Regions from separate parts of the Canis lupus genome. Here region 2 is linked to region 1. The links are chromatin contacts, called in public Hi-C maps. All regions are on one chromosome and are shown on one strand. Each heading gives the region's core, a stretch centred on a gene start, on an enhancer-like site or on the middle of the called end of the contact. The rest is flanking DNA. Distances are from core to core; before and after follow the strand shown.

Region 1 (3,078 bases), core at 413-2,912:
AAACACCCACGAGGGCCACCGCAGGCCATTGTCACAGTGCTCACCACCCTGAATTACAACTATATTTATAAGTCTCGCATCCCACTAAACTCAGACTCTTCCGGGACTGTCTTCTGCTGCTCTACCTCTACATGTCCCACCCCTGGTGACATCCTGCCCCTGCCCGACCTTGATGAATGACTTAATGAAGGGATAGTGCAGGTTGGTGGGCTTGACAGGAGATGGGGGGGGGGTGGGTCCTGACAGTGCCAACAAGTCATGAGGAGGAGAAACAAAGCCCCTAAGGTGCTTACAACCAGCTCCAGAGAGACCGGACTCTCTAAACGTGTAACACACAGGAATGGGCTTACAGCGAGCTCTGCGGTGCCCTCATCTCCTCTGGAGCTCAGGGGGACGGGGGCAGTGGGTGGAGCCGAAGAAGGGTTCCCAAGTGGCCCGCCTCCTTGCTCCCACCCAACCTCCCAGGATCCGATGGATCCGAGCAGAAGGAAGGTCGAAGGGTTGAGAGCGACCCTGTTTCTCCAGTGAGACCCCACCTTCCTGAGCTCCTGGGCTCCTGCTGGGGAAAACTTGGTGCCACCTTTTTGTCAAGAAGCCTGGCTCACTGACGAGGGTGAGAGAAGGGGCGGCAAAGCATGCCAAGCAGAATGTGGACATCCCCACTCCACTGCCCCCAAGGCGACAGCTTGGAGTCCATCTGTTAGATGAACGTTCTGGAAGACTTTCTGCCTAGGGATCCAGACGCCAGGCCAGACCCCCCGCCCACATGGAAGGACCAGCACCCAGAGGCCAGGAGCAGCACCTAGAGGAGGCGGGGAAGGCGGGCGGGCGGGAGCCTCAGGCACCATTACCTCTTCTGTTTGACTCTGGGCCAACTGAGGTTATGCGGACAGTGTTGACCTGACCTTGGTCTTTATATGATCCAGAGAAGTGTAAATACTGCGGCGTATGCCAACGCTAGGGGAAAGCAAGCACATGCAGACAGTCCAGTCTCTCCTGGCAAAACTGCGCATCCAGTTCGTGACTCCCGGTGGCCCCTGCCCCGGGGCCAGACCGCCTCCCGGGTCCTGAGCAGTGAAACCTGCTCCCCAAAGCACAGACTCTGGAGGGGTCTCCGAGCTCAGCCCGCCCCGACTCCCCCTCGACAGAAGCTGAGGCTGAAGGGGATCACACAGCCGCCCCGACTCCAGACTCCCCACTCCCAGGACAGAGCTGAAGTGCTCAGACCCTCCCCCTGCACTGTCCTGTCAATCTAGGAAACCTGGCTGTTGGCCCCGCTCCCCCCAACCTGCACCTCACCCCCTCTCCCCGGCCCAAGAGAGAAACAAGGCTGCAAGCCTCAGATCCAGGAGGCCTGAGTGGCCAAAGTATAATGGCGGGACTTGAGGCCTCAGCAGCCAAAGGCTTGGGGAAGGCCTGAGATCCCACAGCTCTGGGCCTGGGGGCAGGGGGGGCAGGGGTGTAGCGGTGCCCAGGACATTCTGTGCTGGCCCTTGGCTGCTCCTCTCGGCCTTACTCAGGGTCTGACCCTGACACCTAACACGGAGCCAGGCCTAGAGGGAAAGTGCGAGAGGAAGGCCTGCTCTTTAGAGGCCCCCGTGGGGCCCTGGCTTAGGGCCCAGTCCCTCTGAAGCCCCCAGAGGGGTGCGTCTGCATCCTACAAACCCTTGCTCACAACCGCAGCGACTCCCCGAGGGGCAGGCCCTGAGCTCTCTCCCTGCTGCAGGCCCCAGGGCCCCTCTGGCCACGCCAGCGCCTCCAACTAGGACACCATGATGGGGAGAGAGGCGACAGGCCTCTGGTGCCCTCTGCTGTTCTGCACTCCTGTCCCGCAGCCTCGGGGATGGCACTGAGGCTGGTGGGAGAGACCCAAGCCGTGTCACCGGTGCCTGGGTCCGGGCCCCACGGTGTCAGAGCCTCCGGCTACTTTCCAGAAGGATCTAGAACAACCCTAGGAAAGGCAGTCAGAAAACACTAGGGCGTGTCGTGGTAACCAACAACCGCCAGAGTGAGATGGCTCAATCAGTGAAGGTTTATCCATCCGGGACTCGGGTGCTGCGTGTTCCCTCTCCCCAGGGTCCAGGCCTTGAATGTGGCTACGTCGAGGCAAGAGCCAGAAGGGCCTCAGACAGGCCGCCAGCACTCGCACTCACCGCTGCCTGTCCCCAGCACGAGGGCCCGGCCTGTGCCATCCTGCTGGGGCCCGGTGCTCAGGGCACGAGAACTAACTGGACAACAGCATTCAGGATCGCTGATGCTGTTTGCCCTTGGGGTCGCCGGATATGTGGCTCGGTCCCCCTCCTGCAAGCAAAGTTACACTCAGCCCCCCCCAAGGAGTACAGCCCCCGGGGCCCCCCACTCGGGGTCTCAGGCAGCGTGCTGGGCTCTCCATACCGGCAGCGAGGTCCAGGACACCTTCATCATGCACAGATGGGGCGCCTCTTGGTCCCAACACCTATAAGCTGGGGACGAAAGTTATCCCCCGCCACCCCGGTCATTCAGTATCTGACGCTCTGACAAGCACAAGACAACATCAGGGACACGCCGAGTCAGAAAGAGGAGGAAAGGGAGACGCGGCCCGGGGGGCACTGCTCCAAGGCCATCCTCACGTCCCCGAGGGAGGCGTGCTAAGGGGCTGCCCGGAGCGAGGCGTTGTCCCCGCAGGTGGACTAGAGCGCTCCTGGGCGCCCCTGCCCCTCGGTCCCCGGCTGGCCGGCTCCCTTACTCCGAACCCTGGAGTGTTTGCAGCCCTGTGCTGGGCCCCCCACTTCCCAGCTCCAGCATGACACCAACTGTGGCACCCCCTGGTCTCGGTTCAAATTCCAGAGACAGGGGCGCCTGGGCGGCTCAGCGGTTGAGCATCTGCTTTCGGGTCAGGGCGTGACCCCAGGGTCCTGGGATCGAGTCCCGCATCGGGCTCCCCGCAGGGAGCCTGCTTCTCCCTCTGCCTGTGTCTCTGCCTCTTTCTGTGTCATTCATTCATTCATTCATGATCATGATGAATGAATGAATGAATGAATGAATGAATGAATGAATGAATGAATAAACTCTTACAAAAACTGCAGAGACAGAGCGCAG
Region 2 (3,078 bases), core at 392-2,891, 100 kb before region 1:
TGCAAACTGTCTTGGGGGTATCTCCTCCCTCCTCTGTTCATTGCACCTCCGCTTGTGGAAGCTACGGTGACATTAGCTTTGCTGGCTGCCACCTCCCCCTGTTGACTCATCCGAGACTTCCTGTCAACTAGAAACCCAGCATCTTTCACTTGTGCTGTTGACCCAACTATCCCACATCCTGTGTGTGTCTCGTGGGATTCTGAGCCCGGTGCAAGCCAAGGTCTCTATTGCCCTTCATCTAGGTATGCGTTAACTTGGGCCCAGTGTTCATTAGGGCCCTGCTGGGTGGGTCCTTTCCAAATCCTGCCTCCCCCCTGCGCTGAAACGTCCACCCTCCCCACTTGCCACATGCCCCTCGATGACGAGGCAGCTCAGCGCCATGGGTGAATCAGTGCCCCACGTTTCAGAGTCTGACCTATCTGGCTTCCAAATCTCATGATATCAATGGCTGTGGAAAGGGGCAGGTCACTCACTCTCCCCTGGTCTGTAAAAGGGGTACCACAGCCTATCTTACGGGGCGGCTGTGAGTGGTAATTCCATTCTAGTTATTAGTAAGTGTTGAACAGGATGTGGCCAAAGACAGGGTCCCTTGGCCTACCCCAGCTAGGCTGCTCAGCGGGGCTCATGTAGCTAGACTCATCCGTTCTGCTTGCACATGTGGTTATATGGTGGGGGAAAGGCCAATTCTGCTTGAATTTTCAAAACAAATCTTAAGATTTCTGAGCTCTTTCCTATCTACCAACCACTAGCATAGGATCCTCAAACCTGCTGGTCCAAAGTCACTCTCTGCCCTTTGAAAGCTGACCCTACTAGACCAAAGGAGCCCAAGAGGCTATTTGGATTCACAAAGACGAAATGGCACTTTTTGGCTCCCTCAGCACTCCCAAGGAAGAAGTCTAGCCACCTTGTGTTTCAAGAGCTGCCTCTGCCCCTGGGCCACGCTGCTGCCCACACCACCCTCTCCCCAGCCCCAGGAGCTCTCTTGGTGGTCAGAAGGGACATCCCCAGCATCCAGCTCGCTCTCTGGCACAGTCGAGGGCCTACATTGCAGCTCTCCAGACCTTGATCTTTGGCCCCGCTCCTGGGCCGGCAATGCAGGAAAAAAGCACAAAACCTGGAAAAAGACACTCCTAAATCCAAATTCCACTCTTTTTTTTTTTTTTTACCAGCTACCAGTTTCAGGCAAGTCACCCATCCCTCTGTGATCAGATCTACAGGACTGCAAATTGGGACCATAACAGGACTACCCTCACTGGTGGCTGGAGAACTGACGGCGATGGACTGGCTCCCCCTGTGTCCTCAACCACTCTCCCCCGCCACCCCCCCGCCTCAGTTCCTCCAAAATGTTACATTCTCTTTCCTTCTTTTCGTCCTGCAGGGCACAGCATAATGAGAAATGAAAATAGCCAGCCCTTAGGTGACCTGACTTTGAGTCCACCCAACTCACCAGGTGCTCATCAAGTCACTCACATGAACTGTGCCTTGGTTTCCTTATCTTTATAATGAAAGCTTGAGTTAGAGATTGATGATGTCAGCCTGCCAGTCACGTCACAAGTGTCACATGTTTACACTAATCCAGTCGCTCAAGAAGGCATTATTACATGAGAGGGAGCAGGTGCAACCCTCCGGAGCATGTGCAGTGGCTAAGTCTACTCGACCTCATAGATAGGAAGTGACTTATTCAATGTCACATAGTGATGCTTTCTAGTCTCAGAGCCAGACCCAGCCCTAGGAATCCAACCCCCCACTCCCCGCTCTCCCTTCAGCTGCTTTGGGCTCTAAGACAAGTAACTCAATGTCCCCATGCCTCAGTTTCCCCCTCTGCAACTAGGGTGGTGATGAAAATTAAATCAGGTCCTTCACACAAGGGCTTAACCCAGGACCTGGCACATGAGAAGACCAGCGTGAGGAGCTCCCCCAGAGGATGTGAGGTGTCAGAAACCTGCTTAAGGTATCCAGTGCAGGACCATGCAGCTCCAAGACTGTGCCCCAGGCCTTTGCAGACACTGTCTGTACACGACCGTGGAGGGCCCTCCAGGAACATCTCTGGTGCTGACCCTGGAGTCGGTAGGCCTGGTGCCTAGGAGGGAAGGATGTCAAGGGAGAGGCAGCAGTCTCTGGGGAGCTAGTTTCCTCCCACACTTGGCAGATCACCAAGGTCCCAGCAGGCATGTCCACAGAGCACGCACACATACACACACACACACTCAATGGGAGTCATTTCCTCAGCTCCATCAGCTCCAAGGCTCCATCCCAGAGTCCAGGGTTTCTACACACAAAGCTTTGAAGCTACAATCCCATCCGCACACCTGCCTGGGTCCCAGCCTCTGCTGGGTACTGCGATGGATGCATGCAAGAACACTCTTCAATGCCATGTTCACAGAGCACTTGCTGTGTGCCGGGCCCTACACAAGGCGCTGTGACTTTGGAGACAAATACCCCAGGGTCACCAGACTCATGTACGATACTGGCTCATGACACAGCTTAGAATACAGACCAAACGGTGGGTTCAAGAAACTCTTAGTAGTACAGGAGACATAGGCTGAGTCTTAGAATTCTAGGGTGTCATCATCATGGGGACATGGTGGGGCACAGGCTTTCCAGGCAGGAGGAACAGCTTCAGTTCCACGTGGAGGTAAGAGAGACCCTGGCCTACCTGGAGCTGGGTAGGTGGGAGGGCAGTGATGAGAGAAAAGGCTAAGGACCTAAGCTAAAGGTTTGGCCTTATGTCAATGGACAGACACTGAAGTGTGCTAATAAGGAGCACATGGAGAGAGAGTTTTGAATTAGATGCCTGGGAAGACGTCCTAGAGGAGGTGGCTTTTGAGCAGGTCCTTAAGCCAGAACATTGAGGGGTAGAGATAAAAAGTAAAGCCTTCCAGTGAGAAGGCAGTGAGTGAGCCAGGGCATGGAACAGCAGGCATGGGGTCACCTGGTCGGGCCAGCAAGAAATAGTGGGGAGATGTCACAAGAGATGGAGTGAAGCCACATGGAAGGGCCCCAGAAGGTCAGAGAAGAGAGAGAGCACTTTGGGCTGGTAGGGGTCAGAGGAAGCCTTATAAAGACAATGAATCAATC

The links. Hi-C and Micro-C count contacts between places; a contact is called where the count stands out from the background.
Region 2: a contact with region 1 is called in a Hi-C map of blood, with 2.3 times the contacts expected there. The contact joins two enhancer-like sites. A contact is called at or near these places in 2 of 9 Hi-C or Micro-C datasets (amygdala and blood).

The regions. Positions count from the first base shown.
Region 1 is chr30:33,883,180-33,886,257 of UU_Cfam_GSD_1.0, reverse strand. All of the region lies in intron 1 of LOC119866931 (a long non-coding RNA gene), which reads right to left. Among named protein-coding and RNA genes, the nearest start is that of RPLP1, 110 kb to the right of the region's middle. Within about 2 kb of position 1,662, at least 2 of the 20 cell types and tissues checked have an H3K27ac peak or open chromatin away from gene starts, as enhancers often do. A contact at or near this core is called in blood, where this site is marked.
Region 2 is chr30:33,987,519-33,990,596 of UU_Cfam_GSD_1.0, reverse strand. No RefSeq gene overlaps it. Among named protein-coding and RNA genes, the nearest start is that of RPLP1, 210 kb to the right of the region's middle. Within about 2 kb of position 1,641, at least 1 of the 20 cell types and tissues checked has an H3K27ac peak or open chromatin away from gene starts, as enhancers often do. A contact at or near this core is called in blood, where this site is marked.